Regions from separate parts of the Gossypium arboreum genome. Here region 1 is linked to region 2. A link is a contact called in public Hi-C data. All regions are on one chromosome and are shown on one strand. The core of a region is the stretch at or near the end of the contact, and the rest is flanking DNA. Distances in the headings are between cores, read along the strand shown.

Region 1 (2,700 bases), core at 39-2,538, 260 kb before region 2:
GAAGCTATCTGCATGTTGGCATGTTGAGTACAGCATGGCTTATTACAGAAATTGCATTTGGGAAGCTGAATCCAACAATCTGGGCAAAGAGTATCAGCACAAACAGTTTCTTCCAAGTCTCCAGTTTCGACACACTTGCCACATTCTTCACACCTTGGAATGCAGAACATGCACATCCTACATCCAGTCATTGAATTCTCTGCCTTCCTTTTACATTCCTCTCTAGGACAATCAAATACAACCCTTACTTCATTGCATTTGGGACAAAGTTCCACATCAATAACTCTCCCAAGTTCTTCCCATCTATATGCTTGCAACCTTCTGTAATTATGATATAAGAGAGGCTGTCTCTTTTGCTGAATCTGCTGCAGTTTTTGGTTTGTTTGGAGGTAAAATTGAAGCCTTTCGAGGTGTTCTTTCTTCATGTTGGCAATGCCGTTTATCCAAAGGCTTTTTAGGCCATCTTGGAAGTCGGATAGCTTCTGCAGAGCTCTTATTACTCCATCAGGGGTTAAGCCAGTGCAACCTGGTATGTGAAGCTGAATCAATATATAAAACAACTTCTTAGTTTATATTAATGTCTTTATTACACAAGTAGTATTTACTGCAGGGGAAAGAAAATCATAATTTAGAGTTGAGTCTGGTTGTTTTTGTTCCACACATATATAAGATAGAGGAAAACGAAACCCTGCCATTGAAATCTTATCCATTCCATATCCTAAAAGGAAGGATATTTGGAAAAAAAGAAAATAATAAAAAAATTCGTACCTTACTGATAAGAGGGTTTTGGTCGATTACCCTTTGAAGCCCATCATCTGTAATTTTGGCACAGTACATGAGAACCAAGGTTCTTAGCCTACCATTTGCCTTTGAAGCAATTTTCATCAGAATCTCATCTGACAACCTCAAGCTCAAAGGCCTTTCAACGATGATGTTTAGCCATGGGAGTACATCCTTTTCCACTGCATCTCTCAGTGACCTGCAAACTTCACTCATGGACAGAAGTTCAAATAATGGAAGGTAGGCTAGGACAAGAAACAAAGTCTCATGGGGTGGCCCTGCAAAACTGGATTGTTTATGTGAAAGGGTTGCAAGTTCCATGCTCTTTGCAATCTCCATATTGTTTTGATGAAAGAACTGTCTAGATTATATATAGAGAATATAATTCCTTAACAAATAAGCGACCAAAATATGCCCTAAACTAAAGGAGAAATAAAAAGAAGATGTTGACAGGAGGGAGGAAGGGGTTGAACTGTGAGTTTGTCAAAATATGTAATCCATTTTTCTTGCCCTCAAAGGATTTGCTCCATAGTTGACTAGCTTTAAATTCAACCATACGACTAAGTTCTTTTTTTTTTGTTAGTTTTAAGAAAAAATGGAACATTAAACTAAAAAAAAAAAAAATGTTAAACTGATTATAATCTGATCTTAAGATTGTTGTGTTAAACACCTTCTATAATTACACTATGGTAGTTTCAATCATTTACATTTTTCAACTGTAAGTTGTTCACCATCCACAAACAAGTCACTGTTGACATGTCCGTCCTTGATGCAAAGATGTGCAAAGGGAGTAGCAACTTGGAGATATGGACCTACACAGAGCTTTCTCCTGGTGTCTATCCAACTCTTGTCCAACAATGAAGATCATGTATTCGAGCAAGGCCGAATCACAGGGCAACGTTATAGGACCAAGACTTGATAGACCAAACTCTTCCTCCGAAAAGCTTTAAGAGTTCAACAAATATGTTGTTGCTGAGATATGACAAGGGCACATGATGCCGCTTCTGATCTGCTGTGTAGATGACAAAATGACCTGTTTCAGCCACCGGTGATTCATCGACACCGCCTGCTATAACTTTTGCTTGGATGTCCCCGGTAAATAAACTCTTTCTCCCCTTCACTGTCATTTTCTGCCACTTCCTTGCTAGTCTGTTAAGTTCCTTGCCGCCGTTGATCATTCTGGCTGTAATGTCTACCTTATAAATATAACTATGTTAGTACAAATCTCTGTGAGGAAAATTTCGAACACATGAATGGAATTCGAATAGAAAAAGTAGAAATAAGATAAGGATCTAAGTATGTATCAAGCCACTATCTTTAAGTTATATTCGTCTCTATCTAGCAAACGAGTTTCAAGCAAATTATGCTTCAGGATATAATAAAATCAATGACTATTTGCGTTTTGCACTGACAAGAATAGTCCACCAAGCACTGAAAATAAAAAGATATTTTTAGAATTTGGTGGTGTAATTTCCAAATGAAATCCCATTATTATTTATAAAAATTTTTTATGTCTCTTCATATAGACATCTTTAGACAGGTGTCTTTATGAATAAATAAAAAATAATAATTATTCTTTAATTTTATAACTATTCAAGTAATATTGTTTGAATAGTTATAATTATTTTCAAAAATTAAATTATATATAACTTTTGACCAATGATAAAAAATTTGTCTTTTGATTAATTATGAAAACACGAAAATATACACACTTTTTCATGCCCTTTTATACTCAAATTCATGTAGTTTCAATAAAATTCTTGTCGAAAATATATAATAATTATAAAATAATTAAATTGCACTTAAAGTCTGAACATGTTGAATTTTAATTAATTTTATATTAAATTTTAGTTTATTTTTGATAGATTTGCACAAAGGGCGAAAAACGACTCGGTAGACACTACTGAAAGCACAAAACCG
Region 2 (2,851 bases), core at 74-2,573:
AAGTTAAGTCTGAAGAACACAACATCTGCAGTCATGACCAAAAACCCCACGAACCAATCAACCTCCGCAAATCCTCATCACTTTGTGCAAGAAGCTCCAGTAACTGGTGTTCCCATTAACCCTCAATATCCTCAGCAAAATTACACGCAACCGCCTAGGAACGTCCCTTGGTCCACCGGACTCTGTGATTGCTGCTCTGATCTTCCTAGCTGTAAGCTTTTCCTTTCTATTAAACCTCTCATCCTTTTTTGTTCCTGTCTAAACCCAAAATAGTCTTTCTTTTTGAGATTTTAAGTTACTCTCATCATTGTTTTCTTTTTTTTTTTTGTACTTACTTTATTTAATTGAATTTTTACAGGTTGCCTCACATGTTGGTGTCCTTGCATCACTTTTGGACAAATTGCTGAGATCGTCGACCATGGATCAACCCGTAAGTTTTTTTTTTTTTGGATTGAATAAGATGCAAGTTATAAGGAAGAAAGGGCGGTGGGTTAATATGTAAAAAATGGTGCAGCATGCGGAGTAAGTGGAGCACTGTACGCATTAATTGGAATATTGACGGGGTGTCCTTGCATATACTCCTGCTTCTATCGTTCCAGGATGAGGAGTGAATACATGTTGGAAGATAGGCCTTGCAACGATTGCTGCCTTCATTTTTGCTGCGAGGCCTGCGCCTTGTGTCAAGAATATCGCGAGCTCAAAAACCGTGGCTTCGACATGTCCCTTGGTACTATTTTTATTTTTATTTTTATTTTGAAGAAAAGAAATACTTTATTTTAAATTTTCACTTAATTCCATGCATTTCCATATGGTCTTATTTGTCTTTTGGTTTGAAATATGTAGGATGGCATGGAAATATGGCGAGGCAGCAAAATCAAGGCCTCCAAATGCCATCGGCTCCGGTGATGGAAAGTGACATGAAAAGATAATTTCATCTATATTTTGGATGGTTCTCTATGATATTTATTTTATTATTGTTGTTATTATTCATGTGATGCCACTGTGGCTCCAATGATGGAGAAGTGGCATGAAAAAGATATTCGCACCTATATTTAGGACGGTTTTCGATTAAGTCTTTCATTTGATGTGAGTGAGGTTGAGTGTCGTCATTATATATTAAAGTCTTGTACATTTGATATATTACATTAGCTGCGATGAAATATCACATTTTTTTTTTTTTGAAATTAAAATATCTATATATAAGCATTTCATTACTTTGGGCAACTGGTTTGCCATTACCTCAAATAAAACCTACTCAAAATTACATACAGCCTGCTGGGATAGTCCCTTGGTACAATAAATTTGATAAAATAGGTAAAGGGGAATTAATTTATATTTAATCTAAATAAAAAAAAAGTATTGGGAATTGAAAGAAAAAGAAATTTAAAAAATCTAGCTGTAAATATTTTATTATTTCCTTCATTAATTAAATATATATTAATATTAAGCAAAAAGAAACCATTTTGGTTGTAATTAGGTTGTCATGGTTTGGTAAACAAAACAGGTGATTTTAGAATATCTCAAGGTGGTAAAACGTTTGGTGATTTAACTGAAAATTACATAGAAAAAGGTTTGGCATATTTGGTTAGAAATGGGTGTAGATTAATTAAAGACATTCAGCAGACTTGTCTTGCAAAGTTTCAGTATAAACCCATTTCTCTTCCTCATTTCGTGCCTCTTTTGGTGTCCATTCAATGGTTGTTTTTTATCATATATGTTAAAATAAATAAATAAATAAATGAAGTGTTTATAAACAACAAATAACTTTCAACACGTGTCGAAATAATATTTAGAATTGGAGCCCCAAAAAAAAGAGGAAACGAAATCTGTCGGTAAAAAAAGAAGAAAGAAGAATCAGAAAGACGGACACCAAAGGGGAGCAGAGGAAATCTGTTCTCGTTGAATAGGTTTCTTTCCCCACCCACCCCCCCCCCCCCCAATAGATTTCAAAAGCCTTTCAACATCCATCCATTCGTCTTCTTTTTCTGTATTGAATTAATAGGGTAACTCTTTAATAGAACACCCACCCACCATCGCCATGTTCCCAACAGAACATCCACAATGGCCACCAGCACCTTATCAGTATGGGCAACCGGCTCCACCACCTTTCGCTCCTGTTGCTGACCCAAACCAGCAAATGCGTAATCAAAACTATTACATGCACCCTGCTGGGAAAGTCCTGTGGTCTACAGGACTCTGTGATTGCTGCTACGATATTCCAAACTGTAAGCTTTTCCTTTTTCCTTTTCCTTCTATTATTTTTTTAAATTTTTTTGGAACCCGAAAATGGGAATTTGTTATCATATTGAAATGTTTTTTTTAGGTATCATCACATGTTTTTGTCCTTGCATCACCTTCGGACAGATTGCTGAGATTGTCGATAATGGATCAGTCTGTAAGCTTCTTCTTTTTTTCTTCTTTTTGGTTTAAAGTTAATTGGCTTGGTGTTTTAGTTAGTTATTTGAATGCGTGAGTTGCAGCATGCCTAGCAAGTGGAGTTCTGTACTCAATAATATTTTGGATGTCGGGGCTAGCTTGTATGTACTCATGCTTCTATCGCTCAAGAATGAGGAATCAATACATGTTGGCAGAGACACCGTACCCAGATTGGTGCCTTCATCTTTGCTGCGAGGTCTGCGCCTTGTGTCAAGAATACCGCGAGCTTAAAAGCCGTGGCTTCGATATGTACATTGGTACGTTATTAATTTACATTTTTAAGCCTTCTTTTCACTCCATTAAATATTATCATTTTATATATCTACATTTCTCTCTTCATTACCTGATTTTATACAGGATGGCATGCGAACATGGAGAATATGCGAAATCGTGCTATGCAAATGTCAATGCCTCC

The links. Hi-C and Micro-C count contacts between places; a contact is called where the count stands out from the background.
Region 1: a contact with region 2 is called in a Hi-C map of leaf, with 4 times the contacts expected there. The contact joins the promoter of LOC108467245 here to the promoter of LOC108466541 in region 2. A contact is called at or near these places in 2 of 5 Hi-C or Micro-C datasets (both in leaf).

Annotation. Positions count from the first base shown.
Region 1 is chr2:80,821,829-80,824,528 of ASM2569848v2, reverse strand. It overlaps LOC108467245 (F-box protein SKIP28), which reads right to left and starts at 1,288. Exons shown (of 2, transcript XM_017767834.2): 1 at 769-1,288; 2 at 1-539. The coding sequence starts at 1,119. It also overlaps the pseudogene LOC108466849.
Region 2 is chr2:80,563,789-80,566,639 of ASM2569848v2, reverse strand. It overlaps LOC108466541 (protein PLANT CADMIUM RESISTANCE 2-like), which reads left to right and starts at 1,323. Exons shown (of 4, transcript XM_017766905.2): 1 at 1,323-2,225; 2 at 2,324-2,395; 3 at 2,481-2,693; 4 at 2,794-2,851. The coding sequence starts at 2,039. It overlaps LOC108466567 (protein PLANT CADMIUM RESISTANCE 2-like), which reads left to right. Exons shown (of 4, transcript XM_017766944.2): 1 at 1-211; 2 at 359-430; 3 at 515-727; 4 at 844-1,190. The coding sequence starts at 34. The coding sequence ends at 929.